Regions from separate parts of the Mus musculus genome. Here region 2 is linked to region 1. The links are chromatin contacts, called in public Hi-C maps. All regions are on one chromosome and are shown on one strand. The core of a region is the stretch at or near the end of the contact, and the rest is flanking DNA. Distances in the headings are between cores, read along the strand shown. Region 1 overlaps Ntrk2 (neurotrophic tyrosine kinase, receptor, type 2). Region 2 has its middle 34 kb from the start of Gm34672.

Region 1 (7,406 bases), core at 2,908-5,407:
GCATGACTTACGTTTCGTTTTGTGTTTCTTTTAGGTTTTGTTTTGTTTCATAAGATCCCACTGGATGGGTAGCTGAGATAAAGGAAAGACAAAGGCTGGGGCTGTGGTGCTTGTTGCCTGACGCCCTGTGAGCTGAACTCTGGGACTGCTGTTGCCTATCCCAGGAAGTGCTGCTTATTTGAGGGTGTCTGGTGGAAATGGGTAATCTCCGAGGATGTCTGCAGCCTGCTTGTTGTGAGCTGTGACTGGGGAACCCCAAGGCAGAGGCAGGGGTCAGGCAGCTGAGAAGCAGCAGAAGAACACACTTAGATTCACCTTCTGTTCTTACAATAGTTCAAATATAGAATCGAAGTGAAATCTCATTGGATTATGCCTCTCTAATGAAAAGCGAGCTGTTTGACTATACGGAAAATGTGCTGACATTAATTGCTTCTGTTTATTAAAGGTGATTTGCAAATTAAAAACTCTGCATCTATCATCTATCCATCTATCTGTTTGTCTATCATATCTATCTGTCTGTCTATCTGTCTATCATCTATCTACCTACCTCTCTATCATATCTATCTGTCTGTCTATCTATCTATCTATCTATCTATCTATCTATCTATCTATCTATCTATCTATCATCTATCTACCTATCATCGATCTACTTATCTATCATCTATCTATCTACCTATCATCGATTTACTTATCTATCATCTATCTATCTATCTATCTATCTATCTATCTATTTATCTATCTATCTATCTATCTGTCATCTATCTAAAGTCATAGCTAGGTCTAAGTGCACACTAAAAGTCTAATCCACACATAACACCTATTTCAGCAACATCTTCTGTTCTCTAACCTTTGCTAACTTCTGTGATTTCCACCTACAACCCTGCGACTGATAGACTTAAAGGCACATTGGTGGTGTCATTAGTAGGTTCTTTGTTTTGCTGGCAGCAAAGACCCAAACTCTTCGCTAACGATTGCTTTCAAAGTCCACCCGGCAGGTAGAACGGAGCAGCACCAGGGACTGTGTGGCCAGGAGTATGGACCTGAATTAACCACAGCCTGAGAATAAATAATGGTAGGGTATATGCATATAGGGAATTAAAATCTTGTCCCTTTCCATTGCCCTCTGCTAACCACCTGCCCTTTAGAGGTTTGCCTAGCGAGAGCACCTCAGATCTCATGCTGTTTGAATTACAGAGCTGCAGTTCTCTAGTGTGAATAGGCCTGCAAGCTGAGCTGCTGGCCTGCTGTGAGCGGGAGAGCATGTCTAAGGACAGTCCCTGGAGCATGCTGCCCTACTGCTGCGTCCTGACCCAGCAGCAGAGAGGTGGCCAGCTGCTAATGAATGTGGGCTCCTTGCTGAAAGAACAGTCTCCCAGCTACCAATTCCTGTAGCCCCCAACCACTCCCCACCTGACCCGTCCCTGTACCCCTCTCATTCACTTTGTCATGGCAGTGGCCTTTGTGGGATCCATCCCATCTGCACCAGGCAGCAACTTTGTCTGTCCCTCCATTCTCACTTGAGGTCCCCTTCAGAGCCAGGCTGGGATATTTCATTTAAAAACCACACTCAGCTCTATTATACACTCACACACAGAGCATAGCTTGAGAGGAAACTTATTAACATTCCTTTTTTAAAAGGTAGTTTATCTTTAAGGATTTTTAGGTTTTTCTCTTAACAATCCCAGCATGTTTGGGAACTATTTTGAATCCTCTGTAAGCATGTCCATCAATCTTAATAAACCAGAACCCGTTTAGGCCCCACTTGACATCAGGGGAATACTGTAGTATTTTATACTGAGCCACTACAGTATGGCTCAATTCCGGTCTTTTTGTGAGTCCGTGGATTAGAGTGTTTGCACTGGCCAACCACATTGTGCCTGAGAGGGCCAGTCACTTCCACAGACCTCTCAGAGGCTTTGTCTCCAGGTGCACAGTGGGTCTCAGCACAGAAGGCTCCGTGTCCTGAACACCCCCACTGCCCAGCACTGCCCCCACTGCAGCTAAGTGACAGCTCCTGTCACCACTGAGATCTCTGTCTTTCCCAAAGGTGTTGACTTACCCAGAGGCCAGCTAATAGCAGAAATCTTGACCCCCGAAAGGAGAGTGAAATTCAAACAGGCAGGCAGGCCAGGGTCTCAGTGTGACCAACACTCTTAAATATCGGCCATTTGGCACCCAAAAAAACCAACAAAACAAAACAAAAAACTTAAGCTTTGATGTTATTCCATAAGAGGATGATGGATTGTTTAAAGATTATTTTATAAGGTTCCTCAGATCAGAAAGAAAAAAAGGGGGGGGGGAATAATTTCAGTTAACAGCTAGGAGAAATGTAGGGTAATTTTTTTTTTGTTCTGAGATGTAAAGAAGTGGACAGATAAGGAGATTTAATATCAAACGTTACTTGGCATCTTCCAGGGGACAAGGAGAGCAGCGGCTATTAGAAAATTGATTCTTATGGTTCCTGTGTTCTTTGTCTTTTCTTCTTTATAACCCCCAAGGACCGCCATCAGCAACACAGTATTCCTTTCCTATACTCTTCCTTTTATCCCTGGCTTTCTTTGGTCCCCCAGAAGAAATCTGCTCTCTGAGGATTCACAATGGTGTGTATTTTATTTTTACAGTGCCAGGAAGAGAGAAGGGACATTTTTATTTTTCTGGAGTTAGGTCTGTGCTCTCTGACAGGAACTGGCATTACAGTGCCAGGCAAGTCTCCACACTCACAGTGGTCTAGGTGAGCCAGTACCTGCCTAAAACCCAGGGGCAACTGTCAGGATGCCAACCATGTCCCGGGGGAGCAAGGACCCAAGCTTCCAAATCTTATTCTCTAAAGAAGATGTGAAACCTGGATTTTTATATGAAACCTACCTATTTTTAAAAAGTTGGCACAGTTATTTTTAAAACATTATGTAGGCCAACAAAGCCTGCCTGTGGGCCGCCAGTCTGTTCCTTCTGTCTTAGAGAGAGTCATTGTTCCCCACTGTATCTGTCTGTCTTTCCCTGCAAACTCTCTTTCTTCATGACTGCCACTGACAGGTGCATTAAGCAAGTTCTGACAGGAACTTCACCCGTCCAAAGGTGCACAGCTGTCTGTTACCCTGTGACTCCCTCCTAGCTGGGACCCCAGGCCCTGTCACCTTGCTGGGTTGTCCCTACAGTCCTGTCTTCTCAACATTCTCCAAGTGCAGAGCCATCCTGGTCCTAGTCAGCACTCTCCTCCGCTTTATCTGACACAAATCCCTTCTCTCCAGGTGCCATGTCTTCTAGACTCTCAAGAGAGCAGAATGAGATGAGATGAGTCCCGCTCCCCCATCTCCATGCTGGCCTCAGTGGACTGATGGCCCTACTTAGCTACAAAACATCACCTCAAAGAGATAGGGTTCCATAGCTTGTTGACCTGCCATGGTTGGGTCTCTGGGGCGTGGTTGGGTCGCTCAGGCAGCTGAGATGGAGTAACAAAGAGCTTCTGACACCACAGCAGCCAACATAGAAACTGTCCTAAGACTGAAGAGGGCTGTCTCCCAGTAGGAGACATGAACCCCAGTACATATTAGAGAGAATCAGCTCAGCAGTCCCCCCTCCCACCCCTCCAGTCTCAGGCCTCCCCACAGCCAAGAAAACCAGCGCATTCTGCCTTCATCTTGGCCCTCTACTCTTCGGGACCCTGAACCAAGCTCACAATAGCTAGGGGTCTTGAAGCCTGAGCAGGCTTACACAGGGGTTTGCAGAGTAAGTGACTGAGAGAGTGTGCGACTGAATGCAGTTTCAGGGGCATGCTGAGAGAACAAGCAGGGGGCACTTCCTTGCTTCTGCTCCCCCCCACCCTCTACCCCCATCTTTCTAAACTGACCCCATGATAGACAGAGAATGTTGTCTGGTTTTGTTGGCAGCTCTGCCTAATTATAACACACTGAACTCTCCACCACCCCTTCTTGCAAACTAGACTCTCAAGCCTGTGCTGACTTCTGCCTGTGAGGGGGTGAAACACACCTCCACCTGCTTTGATACATGCTGTCTAGAGTCCCTCCCTTTGCTTCCATCTCATTCTTTCACACTCTAATTGAAACTCACTTCATCTTGTTTGGTCTAGACTAGAGATTCACGGGGAGGGCTCCGCTGAAGGGGGACGATTCCATACAACAGGGAGCTCAGGAGGTGGCTGCCTCCAGCTGTGTGGGCTGTGCCAGGCTCTCTGCTTTATGATGACAGAGCTCCCGGGATCCTGTAGCTCAGCAGACCTGACTCCAAGGAACCTGGTACAGAAGTTGCCATTAAGAACATTCTGCTCCTTTTGCATACCTCAATACTTAGCAATCTGTCAAGTTTACCTAAGGGCACCTGGGACAGCTGAGGGCTCTCCTGAATTTAAATTGCTTTCGGGTGAGTGCTGCCAGGCTTAAATTAGGTTGACAGAATTCCCGGCCCAGAAAGTTTGATAGCAGTTTTCACTTGAGAGGCGGCTTCCCAGTGTGGATAACTATTTCCTTGTCCTGGTCTCGGGGACAGAGGGACCTCCCAAGCTACTCGAGCATGACATAAATCATTCACTCTGCATTTAGTCTGGACTCACACTTCAGGGTAGCCAGTGATAGTGAAGCAACTCCCAAACCCACACTACACCCCATTGTCTGTGTTCTGAGTCTTAGTGTTCTTGGGAGGGAGAAAAACGTATAAGAAGCAAGGAAAAGAACCGGAATTTTTCTCACCAGCTTAATTTTAGCCGATGCATATATGAACTCACAAACAAATAAGAAGTAGCAAGACATTCTCAAGAAAGATGTGTCCCTGGGCTTCATCCCTATTGGGTCCAAACCCATTTGCTGGAATCCAGAGGCAGCTCGTGACTCACTTTTGTGCCTTTTTTCCCCTATAATATTCTGGGTTTTCAAGTCTCTTTTTTCACATTTCCTGTAAACAATGCATCTCTTTTTTTAAAAAAGATTTTACTTTTAAGTACTGTTTTAACAGTGTGGCTAGACTATAAATGTACTTGCTGAATTCATCCATTTCTTTAACAAGCCAATAAAGTTTTATGATTCATCTCCATGTGTCCTGTGTTCTCTGTAGATCACACCCCCTCTCCTACCCCCCCACGCATATGGCCCCTGTGTCATCGGTGGTCTGGGGGGCTGAGACATGTCAATAAGGAATTTTGGGGAGTCCTACCTACTGCGGGCGCTAGAACAAATCATGGCTTGGGGACAGCTTTGAGAGTTTCCATCAGTAAGAATCACACACACAAGAGGTATGGTTTATGATTCTTACATGAGAACTACTTCCATTAGTTAAAAGGTATTTGGTACAGAGTATATACCAGGAAGCTTTGTGGGTTTTTTTTTTTTTTGTTTGTTTGTTTGTTTTTTGTTTTGTTTTGGTTTTTTACCAACTAAACTTTTATATTCTTTACAAAATACTTTTGATGTTTTACCCCAGCAAGAGGGCACACAATGTCCTGTCAGTTCATTCACTAAGCAACTAAGCAACTCATGTCAGAGACAGAGAGCAGCTTTTATGGTCCAGGATAGAGATCTCAAGGACAGCAGTACCTGGAGAGACATGACCAGTTATGGCGGCAGACTGCTCATATGTCACGTCCCCTTAGTCTCCATTACAGGCTCTTCAGACTTTCCTTCCGCATGTCCCACTTTGGCTACAGGCCAAAAAATAAGATTTAAACAACTGCATCTTGGATTTATTTGAGCCCATGACCACCTTCTGGGCACCCTGAAGGGGTTATTGTTACTGCATGAGTGGTGGTTAACTTGGGGTAAATTCACCTTACAATCAAAAGGGAGTCTACCCAGGACTTAAAGGATGCTGATGGTAGTTAAGGGGTATTGATTTTGCAAATATGTGCCAAACGGTCTTCCACAGGCTACCCAGGGCTCCTCACAGCTCTACAGAGCTTACCCAACAGTACAGTTTCCGTAGTTTAACGTGCTCACCCCTTCTGGCCCTGGCCATCGAGCAGAGATTATTCTTGACCACGGTGAATTGTCAGGTTAACCAGTCACTGAGAAGGCGTCTGCTCCCAGTCTCAGGAAGCCCTTGCAGATCTCGGCACATGAGTGTGGGGCCTGGTGGTAACACCAGCACCTGATTTTCACCTTTTACCTTATGAGGCAGGTTGGGTCAGGAGGTTTCGGTGCGAAGCATGAGAACCCAGACCGTGTTTGCAACTGGCCATGGCAGATTTGTACTTTTGACCGATGTCATCGAGTGCCTTTGCTCATGTCCCCTGATTTCCAGCCCTCCGCATCCCCCTGGGGTTGTTTCACTATCTAATGAGTGATTCTTTTAAAAAAAAAAGATTTATTTATTATTTGTAAGTACACTGTAGCTGTCTTCAGACACACCAGAAGAGGGCATCAGATCTCATTACAGATGGCTGTGAGCCACCATGTGGTTGCTGGGATTTGAACTCAGGACCTCCGGAAGAGCAGTTAGTGTGTTCTTAACCGCTGAGCCATCTTGCCAGCCTAATGAGGGATCCTAAGAGAGATTAGCACAGCAGGGCTGGGGCGTGGCAGGACGGGTTGGTAGAGGACATATCATATCCAGCTACCTCCATGCACAGAATCTAGACAGCAGAACAAAGTGTCACAAAGGCCTGACTTGGCTTTGGCCTCTGCAGCACAAAGACACAGAGCAGCCTCCACACATGGAGTCCTCTCTGCACCCCCTTCTGGCAGCCCAGGACTGGGAGAGACTGCCAAGGGCATATGCTAATTTTCCAGTCATTTGGTCAAGTCCATCTCACATGCCACAAGATCTCAGAGCCTGTGTTTACTGAATTAAAATCTCTGCCCAACCACAGACTAACGAGCAGTAAGCTTTCCCCCTTCCTTCTGATAGTTTTATTACGTTTCCAAGGAGGGACGGAGAAACAACTCCTATGTTTATTTTCCACCCTTTTATCTCTTTTTAATAATCCCCATCAAACTGTAATCAGTTCTGAAGCACTGTTAAACAAAAATGTAGGCTGTGCCGTTTGCTGTGGTGAATAGAATCTGTTCTCAGGTAAGTTTGCACAGCTTCAGCCAATGCTCCAGTGTCAGGGGGTAAACTCCCTTCTGCCTTCCCACGGAGACCAAAACGCAGCCTCCTAAGATGCTTCAGGCTTTTCAAGAAAGACTCCCTAAGTGAGTGTTTATTTTGTACTGATGTTGGGGTCCTTGATTTGGGGCAGTCCCATTGCCTCTCCATCATGTGTCCAAGGCCATGACTGAGTGTGTTAATTCCCCATCAGCCACGTGTGGCCCTCCCAGGTCTGAGTAGAGAAGGCGGCTGGACACGCCTTTCGAATTCTGTGTGTGGAAGAATCAATCACTCTACCAGGAGCAATCTAGAGGCCTGTTGGGGTTGCTCTATTGCTCCAGCCTTTCCTGGGCTTGGGTCTTCTAGTGTTC
Region 2 (7,406 bases), core at 1,986-4,485, 350 kb after region 1:
GAGATGTAAACAAAAATGCCAAACGTTCAAGGCCCAGCAATGTCACTGCACAACGGAGAAAACCCAGCTGTGAGGAATTGGGCAGGCCACCAAGTAACGGTTCACACGGTGAGGCAGAACCAGCAATGGGTGGGATGTAAACCATGCTGGTCTGTTGTATGGGGCTGCACTCCTTCCTCTGGTGCGCAGTAGGCCAACAGAACTCAAGGCTCATTAGGACCATGCTATCCTCACCTAGTTTAAGAGGACTCGGTTGAAGACTCCTACTTTAGGCCGCCATCTTCCACTCCCCTGAGGGAACTCCCACCTCACCTCACTGAAGAAGAACTATCTGAAGACATGACATTCAGCTGGTGTGCTATGGCCCAAATCAGCGACTTACGGAAGCATTCTAACCCATTAAAGATAAAAAATATCATTACCTTCTATTTGTTTTTCCTTAGCTGTTTCAATTTTTGAAAGTCGTTCATTTTGAACATTCTGTTTTGTAACAAGCCAATTATTCAACTGAAATCATCCACTTTCATTAAAACCAGCAGGGCTTCCAAGAAGTGATAATGGACTTAATTTTTCTCCTAAATATAAATTCATGTGTATGCATACATATGTATAGATTCATAATGTGATATTCATGCATAGTATTTACACGTCGTATATATGTGCACACACACACACACGCACACACTGGTCAACAATTTCAAACACAACAGTCTTTTAAGTTTAGGCACAAAAATGTTAATTAATATCCTAGCAGGGTTTAACCTGGAAATATTCCTAGCAAGTTTTTATTGATAGAATAGATTTGTATTTTGCTGAGCATACTCGTGAGTTAAAAATAATAATAATTCTAATTTATACAACTTGAACTTCTATTTAGCTCCTGAATTCTTAGCTATGACTTGTAATAGAGTGTTATAATATCATAAAGCTTCTATAGATGCCAGACAAAAATATGTATTAAAAACATTGGAAGGAGGAAAGATGGATGAGATTAAAAGTAATTAAGGAAAGGTTTCAGAGTTTCTTGAGAATCTCCAAAGTCTAAAGAAAAAATTCACAGCAAGAAACAGCCCAGTATACAATTAAATCAACCATGAGATTTGGTTTCATAATCAGATGTAAACTTAAAGAATAAGCACATGGGCATGCGCACACGCGCGCACACACACACACACACACACACACACACAGAGAGAGAGAGAATAACACACTTCCTCTGTACCTTCTCTCAGATTTATCTTATCTATCTCCTAGCCTATAGAAATATATGCATTCATATACATATGGATATATATCCAATGCTTTTTATTTTCTTTCCTTAAAGTTATACAAAAACACCGTTTCAATGTATTTTTAAAATTCAATAAAAGCCAAATTTCAAACTTTAGATGAACCTGGATCTAGGCCTCAGATCAGTGCTGGCATACACTGTTGCTGAACTTCAGGGGAAAGACAAAGACAGTTTATATCCAACCCACAACAAACCACACGTGTTTCCCTGGTGCCAATCCACAAGACACAACCCACCCCGATGCAACCAGAGAAGCCCTACTTATTAATGAATGCTTTTATCGATGTTTCCTCGTGCGGCAACTCAATCAAAAAGGCAGCATAAAAATAAATTAGCTGAGGATGTGAGGTCTTATTTTACAAATGATAGCACTCAAAAGGTTTAATGTCTGCCACGCAGACTAAGACCGCTGGGGTCTCCCTGCCCTGAGGGAGCAATTTCTGTCCATACAGGAGCTTGCTGATATAGTGAGGTATTTACTAGACCCTTCACGTTCCAACTCAGGATGTAAGACACATATCCACAAACCACACAGCAACGGAATCTACCCCATGGCATGCAGCAAACGCACTTATTTTAAGTAGTTACCATGGGGATCCATCAAGAGCATAACACCTGGTGCATCTACAGAATGCTGTGACCCAACACTATGAGCAGCTACACGAGCCATGTTGCCACACACACACTTTGACAGCTGTATACTGAACACTGCTGTGTCTTTGGCATCTGCCGGGGCCACGAACATCTTTTTGCCCACAGACAAGGGAAACCAGGAGTGTTAATCATGCAGGAGTATCTCCTTAAATGAGGAAGAACCTGTTTTCCACCCAGAACGCTAGGAGTGGATATTGTTAATGACCTGGAGACCTTTTGCTATTTGTAGAGGCAGACTTCACCCAAGCACTCCAGACTTTTCCATCCCAGACGTTCCCTCCCATGGCCTTTAGCTCTCAGGCAATAGAGCATATCTTTAGCAGGGGATGTCACATATAATCCACAGCCTGCTGACCTCTGTGCTGTCCCTGTCAGAGACCCCGCTAGAGTCTAAGCCTTTGAGCTCTAGAATACATCTTCATGTTCACATGTACTTTGTAAAGGGGTTTCTATGTAGCCATGCCTTAAGCTTTATTGTGCACCTGGAATTGGAATGAGTGTTGCCTGGAAACTTTTCCCCCAATTCTATTGTTTAAATATGCCGCCAATAAACTGCCAGGCATCGGACTCTTTAGATGTTTGATTCAGTTTGATGAAGTCAAGTCGAACCGAGTTTTCTTTTCTTTTCTTTTTTTTTTTTATTCCCTCAGTGACTTCTGCAGGGACCCTCTCAGGCATCTCTTTCCAAATGTACCTATTAGATCATACACACTGAGCCCTCAGAGGGTATCTAGGTGCAGATGCCAAAGGACCCTGTGAGACACACTCGATGGTTCTGAATGTTCAATGTCCCTCCCATAACTGGGCACACCTACCTCGGTACTTCCTCACCTAGAACTAAGGATCCAAACTGAGATGTACTAGATTTAAAAAAAAGAAAGCCTGACATTTGCTCTCTCTCTCTCTCTCTCTCTCTCTCTCTCTCTCAACCTCTTTCTGCCACTTCCTCCCACTAGGCAAATTGTTGTTCCTTCCTCTGGGGGTCCACAGAGGTTCCTGCCTCCTCTTCCGAAGATGTACTGAATTGCTAACTCCTTGTATTCATTTCATAAGTTTGCTATGCACCAGTGCTCAGCCCTTTAACACAAGGGCAGTAGGTTTAATAGCGTGAATAGACTCAGAAGACCACAAAAGACCACAGAAGACTAAACTGGGCAAAAGAACAGAGTCCCAAAGGAAGACTACACGCACACGCACATCTTTGATGCCACGGATGTGGGGTGAGTGGTTAACCAGTCTGGAAGATGTGGGCTCAGTGTCTCCCCAGAACAGGCTGCCAACCTAGAACACCAGTGCCCTCCCATGGACAAGCTGCAAAGACCGGTAAAGCACAGCCCTCAGCCCTGAGGCTCATCACCCCACCCTGAAGTGAGGATGTCACGGTGTCTTCCCCACCTGCAGAAAGATCTGCTCCTGCTTCGCTCTTCACTCCTGACACCGCGGAGGACCGCTTCTTCCAGCTGCTTCCAGCCCGGTCAAGCATAAATCTCAGTACAACTCGAGTCATGAACGGAAGTATCATTTACCGATTAGTAAGACTCATTTCCTGGGGCTGAGGAGACGGCTCTCGGTGGGAAAGTGTTTGCTTAACAAAAGCATGAGGACCAGAGTTCAAATCTCCCCACACCCTTAAAGCCAAGTGTTAACAGCACTTGCCTGTCACCTCAAGGTGCCAGACTAAACTCAATGTCAAGATTTGGGTTCAGTGCGGAAACCCTGTCTCAAAAACTAAGGTGGAGAGCTATAGAGTACGCTGCATGAGACCAGCCTCACAATACTGGGCATGGTTCAGAGCAGTGTGTTGGGGAGAGGGGTGTAAGCCTGAAAGACAAACTTAAGTTACTAGACTCATGCACATTATGTTAACTAATGCTCTGGATAACTCTGAATACATGGGTGACAGTGTGTTCTGATATGTTACATTCAAAAGATCGGCTCCTTCACTCTGCTTGTAGCGCAATGGCTACAGCAGAGGGAAGCCTTCATTAAGGGGCTCCCTGTCTCCTAGTGCCTGTCACACAGGGGCACGAATTTGAGAGACTGGGAGCCAGGCTGCCTTTCCAGACCTTGAGATCAATCTGATTGTTAAGCCACTTTCTTTGCGTTCTGACAATCTAAGGTAAGTCTTGATCCTTAATGAACAAAAGAGGAAGCATTCAAGAACCCTCGTGTTTCTCTTTACCTGTGAAAGGCTCGTCTTCATGGTGTAAGTACAAACAGCGTCACTCCTTGCATCCAAGCTTAGCTTAGTTCCCAGCCCTGGTACAGCACAGAAACCCATCCCAGCAATACAGCAGCTAACATCTTTCCTATGATCTTTTAAAGCAGGACCAAGGGAAGCCAGTGCAGCCCAGAAATGAAGTAGGTGAAGTTGTGGTGGTCAAAGCCGGCCATGCTAGTCACACGTCATTGTTAACACTGTCTTTGGTGTCTTCACTCTTACAGGGCCTGGTAGAAGAAGCCCCTAGTGGAGGCCAGAATGTTTAACTTCAGGATTAGAGAGGCCCTGGGAGAAAGCCCCTCCACACAGCTTGGAGGGTGAGCTTTATGTCCTATGAAGACTAACACCAAGAGAATTCTGTGAACTGCCGATTCTCATCCATGTGCTCTCTGTTCCACACAGAGCACACACTTGGAATGGTCCCCATAGGGAAAACAGACCAGTTAGGAGCTGAAAAGTAGCCAGGTTCCTGTTGAAGATCTGTAATCCCAGTTGTTTAGAAGGCTGAGGCAGAAGGATCCTAAGTTCAAGGCTGGCCTAGGCAGATCAGTAAAACCCACTCTCAAAGAAAGAAGTAAAGGCGGGGCCGGGCCAGGCATTGTCACAGCCAACTGTTTTTGATGCTTGATAGCAAGAGAGAAAGAAAGAAAGAAAGAAAGAAAGAAAGAAAGAAAGAAAGAAAGAAAGAAAGAAAGAGAGAAAGAAAGAGAGAAAGAGAGATAGAGAAGTAGGAAGGAAGGAAAGAAAGAAAGAGAGAGAGAGAGAAAGAAAAAGGAAGAGAGAGAAAGGAAGAGAGAAAGAGAGAGTAAGGAAGAGAGAGAGAAAGGAAGAGAGAGAAAGGAAGAGAGAAAGGAAGAAAGATGGGAGGGAGGGAGAGAGGGAGGGGGAGGGGGACTGGGAGAGAGAGAAAGAGAGAGGTGGATACAGAAATGAAGAGAGAAAAGGAAAAAGAAGGAGGTGAGGAAGGATCGCCAGGTATGGCGGGAAATCTACCTTACAAACCAGTTGCGTGCTGAAAGCTCAGAGGTGTGCATCTTTTCCTTGAAGGTCTTATTCTGCATGGCAATATTTCCCATCAGAAAAATACTGGAGGACCCCAGTAAACATTGTTATGAAGATAAACAACCAGCAACTAAAGGGTTGTGTTCCCCCAACACCAGGCCACCCTGACACCAGCGCTCTTCCTCGCCCACACAATGCCCTCCTAGGACGCCACCTACCCTGCCAGCTGGCCAAGGCTTGTGGATTTCATTATCCCCTGAGTATGATTCCCTCTCATGTGCACCTTGTTGTTGGTCGTTTTCATCTGTAGACAGTATCGAACTCCCTTCCTGTTGCCAACCCTGCCACCACTGATCTATGGCATCCTAAATACATGCCAGTCTCCACAGTCTGGGGCCAGTGAGGAGACAGAGTGCTGCTACTCGCAGGATCTTGGCTTACATGTCCCAGTTAAAAGCCAAGAAAAACCAGAAAAAAAAAAAAAGTCAGTCTCAACTAACACAAAATCGCCCCTCAAATGAGGCGCAATTGTCACCTGCATCTCATAAGGGAGGTGTGTGCTAGGTGATTCTCACAAGAAAAGAAAAGAAAAAAAGAACAGATTCTCCATGCCCCTGTCCTTGTAAAGAGCCTCTAAAGGCCCCCCATGGAGACCCAACCCCCCCCACCAACTCATCCTCTGCCTCACTACTAACTGCAGTTCCAGTCTGCTGCTCTTTGAGAGAGAACACACAGGAGTTCCAATCCCAGCAACCACATGGTGGCTCCTTGGTATTGGTGTTGGTATTTTCATTGAGTAATAATGGGTATTGTGAATGCACAGGAAGGAAGGGGGCAGAATAGACAGACATTTCTCTTCCCCCCAAGGTGGTGCTACGGGCAGCCATTTGCTGCTGCTCCAGAGCTGCCCACTGCGATGGAAACAATGCTTAGTTCTATGTTTTGGGGGTTTGCTTTTTAAAAAATATATAAATCCAACTCTAGATCTACAGACCCCTCAGCCAGGCATGGGGTGGCACATGCCTTTAATCCCACAATTTGAGAGGCAGAGGCTGGTGGATCTCTGTGAGTTTGAGGCCAGCCTGGTCTACAGAGTGAGTTCCAAGCTAACCAGAGAGAGAAACCCTGTCTGAAAGGAAGGAAGGAAGGAAGGAAGGAAGGAAGGGAGGGAGGGAGGGAGGGAGGGAGGGAGGGAGGGAGGGAGGGAGGGAGGGAGGGAGAGAGGGGGAGAGGGAGAGGGAGGGGGAGAGGGAGAGGGAGGGGGAGGGGGAGAGGGAGAGGGAGGGAGGGAGGGAGAGAGAGAGAGAGAGAGAGAGAGAGAGAGAGAGAGAGAGAGAGAGAGAGAAAGAATATCTTTCTGATTTGAAGTCGGGAAAACACTTAGATGCACAGTCGTTTCAGCTTGTGTGTATCTTGTATGTAGGCTAGGTTATGTACCTAGCTAAGGTGCATACCATCTAAAACCTTTGCTTTAATAACCAGACCCCTCTGCTGACCAGCCACACCAGATCGCTCTTCTTTACCCACTGTCTACCTCATTCTCTTTTGTCTTCAGGATTAATCAGTGAAAGAGAACATTGCCAGAGGCCTGAGGAGGAAGGGTGGGAGAAGGGAGTGTGTCTTGGCTCTCTCTGTTCGGCAGGACCAAGGTTAACCTAGACTTGGATTTGGTATTGGGTCCATTTTTTTTGTTTTGTTTTGTTACTTTTTTTTAGTAAGAAAGTATACATTCCAACAGGAATCTGCTACCTCAGCAAAAAGCTGCTTATCTCCCGCAGCTGCCACAGCTGCCTGCCAAGCTTCAGGGGCTCGGGGTCAGTGATTACCATCTCGGTTCTGACACATTGACATCAGCAACAAGCTAACCTTGAAGCCAGAGCTGAGTCACTCCTAACAGATGTTAATTGGATCGCTCTGTCTGACCCCTCCTGGGGTCTGGCTTTTGTCTTCATCACTGTATTAAGCCAGTGAGAGCCTTCCTGAAGCTCTGAAATGCTCTGCTAAGACTGATCGATCCTGTATCTAAAATTGAGCAGATAACCCAAGTGTATTTTGGTAAACTTTTAACCCACTTCCCAAGGCATTTGTCTGTCCACCAAGTAAGAAACCAGAAATGCATGCTTCTTATCTCATAGAGAGCTCTCCTTTGCTTCCCATGAATAATTACTGCTTTAGAAGCAATGTAACACACTCTGTCCATTTTGCATTTATGTTAGCTGGCTTCTGAAAGAATGAGGA

The links. Hi-C and Micro-C count contacts between places; a contact is called where the count stands out from the background.
Region 2: a contact with region 1 is called in a Hi-C map of cerebral cortex, with 4 times the contacts expected there. The contact joins two enhancer-like sites. A contact is called at or near these places in 1 of 484 Hi-C or Micro-C datasets (cerebral cortex) and 2 of 115 datasets of contacts at active chromatin or transcription factors (both in embryonic stem cells).

The regions. Positions count from the first base shown.
Region 1 is chr13:58,931,989-58,939,394 of GRCm38.p6, forward strand. All of the region lies in intron 12 of Ntrk2 (neurotrophic tyrosine kinase, receptor, type 2), which reads left to right. Among named protein-coding and RNA genes, the nearest start is that of Ntrk2, 130 kb to the left of the region's middle. Within about 2 kb of position 4,158, at least 19 of the 459 cell types and tissues checked have an H3K27ac peak or open chromatin away from gene starts, as enhancers often do. A contact at or near this core is called in cerebral cortex, where this site is marked.
Region 2 is chr13:59,286,091-59,293,496 of GRCm38.p6, forward strand. No RefSeq gene overlaps it. Among named protein-coding and RNA genes, the nearest start is that of Gm34672, 34 kb to the left of the region's middle. Within about 2 kb of position 3,236, at least 10 of the 459 cell types and tissues checked have an H3K27ac peak or open chromatin away from gene starts, as enhancers often do. A contact at or near this core is called in cerebral cortex, where this site is marked.